2 separate regions of the Salvelinus alpinus genome follow, and region 2 is linked to region 1. A link is a contact called in public Hi-C data. All regions are on one chromosome and are shown on one strand. The core of a region is the stretch at or near the end of the contact, and the rest is flanking DNA. Distances in the headings are between cores, read along the strand shown. Region 1 holds the start of LOC139556877. Region 2 holds the start of LOC139557712 (homeobox protein Hox-C8a-like).

The links. Hi-C and Micro-C count contacts between places; a contact is called where the count stands out from the background.
Region 2: a contact with region 1 is called in a Hi-C map of muscle, with 6 times the contacts expected there. The contact joins the promoter of LOC139557712 here to the promoter of LOC139556877 in region 1. A contact is called at or near these places in 2 of 3 Hi-C or Micro-C datasets (muscle and red muscle).

What each region holds. Positions count from the first base shown.
Region 1 is chr28:32,207,952-32,211,856 of SLU_Salpinus.1, reverse strand. It overlaps LOC139556877, which reads right to left and starts at 2,500. Exons shown (of 1, transcript XM_071370973.1): 1 at 1,625-2,500. The coding sequence starts at 2,500. The coding sequence ends at 1,625.
Region 2 is chr28:32,362,912-32,366,970 of SLU_Salpinus.1, reverse strand. LOC139557712 (homeobox protein Hox-C8a-like) reads left to right here and starts at 2,635. Exons shown (of 2, transcript XM_071372828.1): 1 at 2,635-3,385. The coding sequence starts at 2,950. All of the region lies in intron 2 of LOC139557713 (homeobox protein Hox-C4a), which reads left to right.

The DNA.
Region 1 (3,905 bases), core at 1,251-3,750:
CATAGCGACCATCCATCAGCGTATTGACGTGTGTGACAGGTGCTGCGGATCACACCAACTCCCCGCCCTGTACTCACACACCGCCAGGGTCACCGGCAGGTCAACACAGTCAATAATCACACACACGCACACCACTGGCTGTCACCTTGGAGGTGTGTACATGCTCTGCATATTTACATACAGCACTAAACACGTCGTGATGGTCATTGACTGAGCCGATTAGGAGGCACAACCATGCTGCATGCACATGCTGCACTTATAATACTGTACAGCGTACACATACTGTCGGTGCTTGTTAGGTGTGTGGATAATGCAAATGTAAACATGGGATCACTTTAAGTTATTACTTTATCACGATTAACTACAAATTCATGTTTCGAGCTAAACTATACTGTTACGGTTCTCTCTGTGATTTCCACCTCTTCAGACGCAAAACATGTTCCGTTGTCCTCCACAGAACAGTTTGTTAGCTCCCGCTATGCCACGTTTCTTCTTCATTTCAATTTGACAGTGACATTTATGTTAATTTGCTCTGTGCAGGAGCAAGGCATCTGGAGAGGCTGCTTTACCATTTTCTCCCATTTTTTCATTCTGACAATAATATGAATGCTGATTTGCACACCACAGTGACCAAGCCCTTGATGAACACGTGGATCTAAGGGAGACACACGGAAAGACACCTCTATGATTATACATAGCAATGACGCTAATAGGGCAAGACCTCTCAGAGAGCCTACGATCATTGAATACAATACAGTAAAATACAATACAATAAAATACAATACCATAAAATACAATAGAATACAGTAAAACACAATATCATAAAGTATAATATAATACAATAAAATGCATTACAATGAAATACAATACAAATTCTTGTCATGTGGAAATCACCAATCATGACAAGAGATTACACAGCACTACCTTAACAAACAACAGACTACAGCACAATACTACTGAGCAGGTAACAGTCAAACAACCAGCTGATTCTCTTATGGACTACACCAGGAGGAGCCGATTCTGCAAGTACAGATTATGTTTGGACCTGGCGAAATGTGGAAGCTAACCGTGTTGGGGATACAGTGGTGTTGGGGGATACAGTGGTGTTGGGGGATACAGTGGTGTTGGGGGATACAGTGGTGTTGGGGGATACAGTGGTGTTGGGGGATACAGTGGTGTTGGGGATACAGTGGTGTTGGGGATACAGTGGTGTTGGGGGATACAGTGGTGTTGGGGGATACAGTGGTGTTGGGGGATACAGTGGTGTTGGGGGATACAGTGGTGTTGGGGATACAGTGGTGTTGGGGGATACAGTGGTGTTGGGGATACAGTGGTGTTGGGGGATACAGTGGTGTTGGGGATACAGTGGTGTTGGGGGATACAGTGGTGTTGGGGATACAGTGGTGTTGGGGATACAGTGGTGTTGGGGGATACAGTGGTGTTGGGGGATACAGTGGTGTTGGGGATACAGTGGTGTTGGGGGATACAGTGGTGTTGGGGGATACAGTGGTGTTGGGGGATACAGTGGTGTTGGGGAGTGCAGTGGTGTAGCTAACCCTTCCCTTATCCATTACTAAACTTAACCCTACTCACTAACCTGCTATGTAAATTCACCTATCCTTTGTCATTTTTGTTCCTGAGTGGCACAGCGGTCTAAGGCACTGCATCTCAGTGCTAGAGGTGTCACTACAGACCCTGGTTCGATTCCAGGCTGTATCACAACTGGCCGTGATTGGGAGGGTAGGCAGGGGTGTGGGTGCTGGGGGTAGGCAGGGGTGTGGGTGCTGGGGGTAGGCAGGGGTGTGGGTGCTGGGGGTAGGCAGGGGTGTGGGTTCTGGGGGTAAGGCAGGGGTGTGGGTGCTGGGGGTAGGTGTGGGTGCTGGGGGTAGGCAGGGGTGTGGGTGCTGGGGGTAGGCAGGGGTGTGGGTGCTGGGGGTAGGCAGGGGTGTGGGTGCTGGGGGTAGGCAGGGGTGTGGGTGCTGGGGGTAAGGCAGCGGTGTGGGTGCTGGGGGTAAGGCAGCGGTGTGGGTGCTGGGGGTAGGCAGGGGTGTGGGTGCTGGGGGTAGGCAGGGGTGTGGGTGCTGGGGGTAGGCAGGGGTGTGGGTGCTGGGGGTAGGCAGGGGTGTGGGTGCTGGGGGTAAGGCAGCGGTGTGGGTGCTGGGGGTAGGCAGGGGTGTGGGTGCTGGGGGTAAGGCAGCGGTGTGGGTGCTGGGGGTAAGGCAGCGGTGTGGGTGCTGGGGGTAGGCAGGGGTGTGGGTGCTGGGGGTAGGCAGGGGTGTGGGTGCTGGGGGTAAGGCAGCGGTGTGGGTGCTGGGGGTAGGCAGGGGTGTGGGTGCTGGGGGTAGGCAGGGGTGTGGGTGCTGGGGGTAGGCAGGGGTGTGGGTGCTGGGGTTAGGCAGGGGTGTGGGTGCTGGGGGTAAGGCAGGGGTGTGGATACTGGGGGTAGGCAGGGGTGTGGGTGTTGGCTGCTGGGTGCTCTAATCCACAGCACAGGTCCCATCGGCAAGGATCATTGAGCTAATTAATAACGTGGCACAGAGAGGGATGACAGTCATTAGGGAGCCGCTCCATGTGTGTGTGTGTGTGTGTGTGTCTGTTTGTGAGTGAGTGAGAGAGAGAGAGGGAGGGGTGCAAAGCACTGCAGATACACACACATAGAGACACAGCAAGATACACACACTCACACAGTCAGATGCATTTCAGCACACAACACCTCTGATGTATACTCTACTAAGAACCAACAGAGAACACAGACACAAACACACACTTGCACTCATGTGGACAGGACAGTATGGTTCTGATCAAAAGGTCAGATAGAGCTGAAATAAATGCATCCCCCTCTCTCCTTCATTTACTGAGCTGAGACATTGTCTGGTTGGACCAATAATAGCAACATTGTTAACATAGACTATAGAACCAGAACATGAGTCCATAGGGGTTTTATTTTATAGATCCCATGACTCCCTGGAAAACTACTGTCACTGAGTGGACCATCCTGGTTAAATAAATGAAAGGAAATTAAATGAATGATGGGTCTATAAAACAGAGATCTTTCCAGCTCTGTGGTGGAGTGTACACACAGGTCAGGTCTTTTATACCCAGTAACACAGCCATATGTTACCATGCAGCTACATATCGCCAATATTTACTGTACACTACTCTGAGAGCTGGAAGGGTAAGACTGAGTATTTAGGCTGCATTTACACAGGCAGCCCAATTCTGATCTATTTTTCCACCAATTGGTCTTTTGTCCAATCAGATCTTTTAACATCAGATCCTTTTCAGAGCTGATCTGATTGCTCAAAAGACCAAATAGTGAAAAAAAGATCAGAATTGGGCTGCCTGTGTAAACGCAGCCCATGTTGTTGGAGCATGTATGATAGCTCAGGCTGCTCCACTAATGAAAGGAAACTACAGGGGTAATTAGCAGAGAAAACAAGACACTCAACAACCTTTTTGTTTTTAGGCCCCAGTAGTCCACACAGCCTCCCTCTGACAGCACAGGGACTAACACACATGCGCATGCTTGCTTGCACACACACACACGCACACGCACACGCACACATGCATAGACAGACACAGACGTGTGCACACACACAAACGCACACACACACACTCATGCACACACTGACGGGCTGTGGCTGAAGGTAATTGGGGAAGCTGGGAGCCTGAGACTAAATCAATGGCAACGACATACACACACAGGATGACTACTAACCGTGATGTGTCGATGGGCGTGCGGTGCGTTGTTTTGGCGCCCTGGGGACTCAAACACGACAAGATAATGTAACGGGTTTGACCTGCCGTAGTCAGGGCAACAGGGAACTGTGTTGGACTAGTGCAGCTCAACAACCTACACACACACACACACACACACACACACACACACACACACACACACACAC
Region 2 (4,059 bases), core at 1,386-3,885, 150 kb before region 1:
AGCTAGTTTGTCTGTTGGGCCCACCGCAAACATGCCGCTGCCTTTAAAAAAGGGTTTTATTTAATCTTAATTTAACTAGGCAAGTCAGTTAAGAACAAATTATTATTTACAATGACGGCCTATTGGGGAACAGTGGGTTAACTGCCTTGTTCAGGAGCAGAACGACAGTGTTTTACCTTGTCAGCTCGGGAATTCGATCCAGCAACCTTTTAGTTACTGGCCCAACGCGCCCCTAGGCTACATTTGCCAACCTCTAAGGGCAGCTCCCTCTCTGAGCAGGTCAGAGTAGACCTAGGCTATCTGACCGCAAGACGAAACCAACGTCAAAAGCAGCATATTCGCATTGGACAATGTACATGTATCTATAGTGGTTAGCAGACAACCCATAGGACAGTATCATGAAAAGCAACAAATATCCTGAGTCTACTGAAATAAAAGCAGACGCTAAACGTAGGAAGCCTACTAATATAGTTTATTTGACGGATCGTGAAATATATATTCAACACATTTGTTATGTCGTCAACTGCATTTTTCCCTCCTGTAATATATGTGGGTTTGATAAAACCATGCATGGTGCAGTTGAATGTTGGTGATCGACCTTAACACTAGATGCCGCTGTTGACCGACTCTTTGGGCCTGTACCGCTAGTGCCTCCGTGCTGTGAATTTGCGTGGTGCAAAAACAGGGAGTAGGCTAGACGTATGCCTGTAGGTCTACTGATGAAAGAAATGCTGCTTCGGTCGTTCATCACATTTTTAAGAAAAAATGTTGTGATATAATTGACTGTCTCACTTGTAGAACTGGGTACAGGATACATAGATTATGCCTGTTTAACCTTTCATGCGCTTGTGTTGTGTGTATAGCCTAGTAATTGTAGGCTATTTCTAGGATAGGTCCATTTTGCATTTGTACATTCCTTTACCTAAATGAGCCATTTACATATTTTATGACCTTTACATTAGTAGAACATTAGCCTAATATTTGTTAACACACTAAAGCTGTTTTGTATACATGTTATGGATTCATTATGCATGATTGTAAACTGTTAACAACTGCTAGCAAATCGATTAGGTTGATTCTGTATATGTGCACCAACATTGATGCTCAATTAACATTCGGACTAACATTTGAAAACATCACACTTTTAAAGTTAAGCGCACTTATTTGCCACTGTTTTTACGCCAGTGGTGTGGCCTAGTTTTCCTGTGGAGAGGCGTGGACCGTGCACCATAAACTTGTATTAGCCACCATATATATACTTAATAGAATATGACACATTTCCGTATCAAACCACTTTAAGAAGAAAACATCTTCAAACAAGTAAAATGAACAAATAAAGAAAGTATTTATTTCAATTTATTGACAAATAACACTAAAGGCTTCAATAATCAATTACCCTAATACAAATTTTAACATGAATACTATATCCTAATAATAATATTATAATACGAGAAGAATAATTATTGTAATAATAATGTTATAATTAGCAATTATAGGCCTACATCAGAAGCAGTATTATAATAGTAGCCTAGTATAGTGAGGTTTTTATAGTTATTTTCTGTGTTTTTGTTGTTGAAATATGTCTATAACAGCAGCTCAAATTTCCACGACGGTAAATTGCAACAAAGACCAGCAATCAGCATATTTATAGACTGTACGACAAGTCTATAAATTTTCTGTGTGCCTTTCCTATTTTACGATCATGTGTAAAAATCGTCAGTAACACCACAAAACCCACATGAGCGCATTCAGGGAGAGACGTTGCTGCAACTACACTAGACACAACTGAAATAAATATTGTACCAGCAATATGTACGCAGGAATAACGAGACATCTAATGCAAGCGGCATATTTACTACATCTACTCATAGGTTTAACAGGGTCAGTACAGTGAGTCGGGTATTCACAACAGGTCGTGTTTATATTTGAGCGTTACGGTGTTTCACGGCCTTCTGTAGTTTAAGTGCGCGAGGGACATGGGACATCGCTTAGACCTATATATATCTCAAGTATGAACACGTAGCATGGGCGAATGTTGCGCAACAAGGGTTAGACATTTGTATATTTTTGTGATTTTGTTAAAGATGTCATTATAGCCTTATTATTGTATGCTATTATCAGTAGACTTACGCACGTTGTATATGCTAAGCCTGGTCTACTCGTTTTTGAAAGTTATATAGGACTATATGTTTTGATTCACTGTCATAATAGCAGGCAGTATAGCGGGCCCGCAAGCAGTGCTATTGTGTAGGCCAAGTATTTATGGTAGGCTACGCTAACAGCATCCTATTTAAACCATTAGTTGATATAAGCAATGGCTCAGAAACATGAGGACTTTATGAACAAAGCCTTTTTATTCTATTCTTTAGGCTATATGTGTGTACTTCTATGTATCATGTAAGCACCGTGTAAGATTAATATGACCACAACGATATTTTGATTTGATAATTTTCACATCTTATGCATCAATTTGAACTCCTCTATCTAATAGAATGGTTAGCGCATGTTGCCTCTTAAGGGGTATGTAGCCTACCCGCTGACAGCTTGTGGAAAAATTAAGGGGGGGGGGGGGGGGGTGATTGGTGTTGGGAGGGGGAATTGTGGTGGGGGTGGTTGGGTGGGAAGCAAAAAAAAAAAAGGAACGCTTGTGACTCTGTCCGCGGAGCAAGCCAGCTTGAACCTCAATGCATCCAAAGCACACACCATGAGCCGGATTTGAGGCTGAAAAATAGAAGATACTGGAGATAGTGAGAGAGACTCGATGAGAAGAGTGTTGGAGCGCGAGAGAGCTGCCTTAGACTGTCCAAAGGGGCAGCGTTTCTCCATCTAGTTCCGGTTTGTCAGTCTGCGCTGTGTGCGACTGGGAACCTAAACTAAAGGCTGCCACAATCCAAAAGAGGATATTCTACAACGAAGAAACCTCGTCTGTTGTTTAATGCAAACTAAACAATGAGCTCATATTTTGTTAACCCTCTTTTCTCCAAATACAAAGGCTGTGAATCACTGGAGCCAGCTTACTACGACTGCAGGTTCCCACAAAGCGTTGCCCGTAGCCACGCGCTGGTCTACGGACCCGGGGCAGCTGCATCGGGCTTTCAACAGCCGTCCCATCATGTCCAGGATTTTTTCCACCATGGGACCACGGGGATCTCCAATCCTGCATACCAACAGAACCCCTGCGCACTGGCTTGCCATGGAGACGCAACGAAATTTTATGGATATGAAGCTCTTCCGAGACAACCGCTTTATGGTACCCAGCAAGAGCCAAGCCTCGCGCAATACCCAGACTGTAAATCGTCTAACGGCTCTAACCCCGGTGAAGGACAGGGCCATTTAAATCAGAACTCGTCTCCCACTCTTATGTTTCCTTGGATGAGACCCCACGGTTAGAATTATTTTGTGTTCTTTTTTATATAGCTATAAATGTGTGTAATATGTGTGTGTGTGTGTGTGTGTGTGTGTGTGTGTGTGTGTGTGTGTGTGTGTGTGTGTGTGTGTGTGTGTGTGTGTGTGTGTGTGTGTGTGTGTGTGTGTGTGTGTGTGTGTGTGTGTGTGTGTGTGTGTAACCTACGTGCGTAAAAGCAAAATATGTAATAAGGAATGGAGGCTGTATCTATTTATTTATTACATTTTTGTGCAACAAATATACATTTCACCCAAAGTAAACGGATTAGGCCTATCTATAGCTCTCGCAAGTATACACAACAGTAGCACTGTAATGTGTAAGGTATAACATAAACATATACCCTTCTTACAAACAATCAGGTTCTCATGTAATAATTCCCAAATAATTAAAAACCAATGCTGGCTAACTTGACGAAGGTTTTGGTGATAAAGATTGTGTTTTGCCTGAGAAAATCTAAAATGACAAAAAAACAACAACAGAAATCCAGTTATTTGAAGTACCTGAAGTACAACTAAGTGCATCCTAAATAAAATTGAAACCTACTCACCAGAATGCCCTAAAAATGTTATGACCAATATGACCAAGTTATTACAGTAACAATAAATGACTTTTAAAGGAAATATGAGGTACTTTGTAATGCTTCTAACATTACT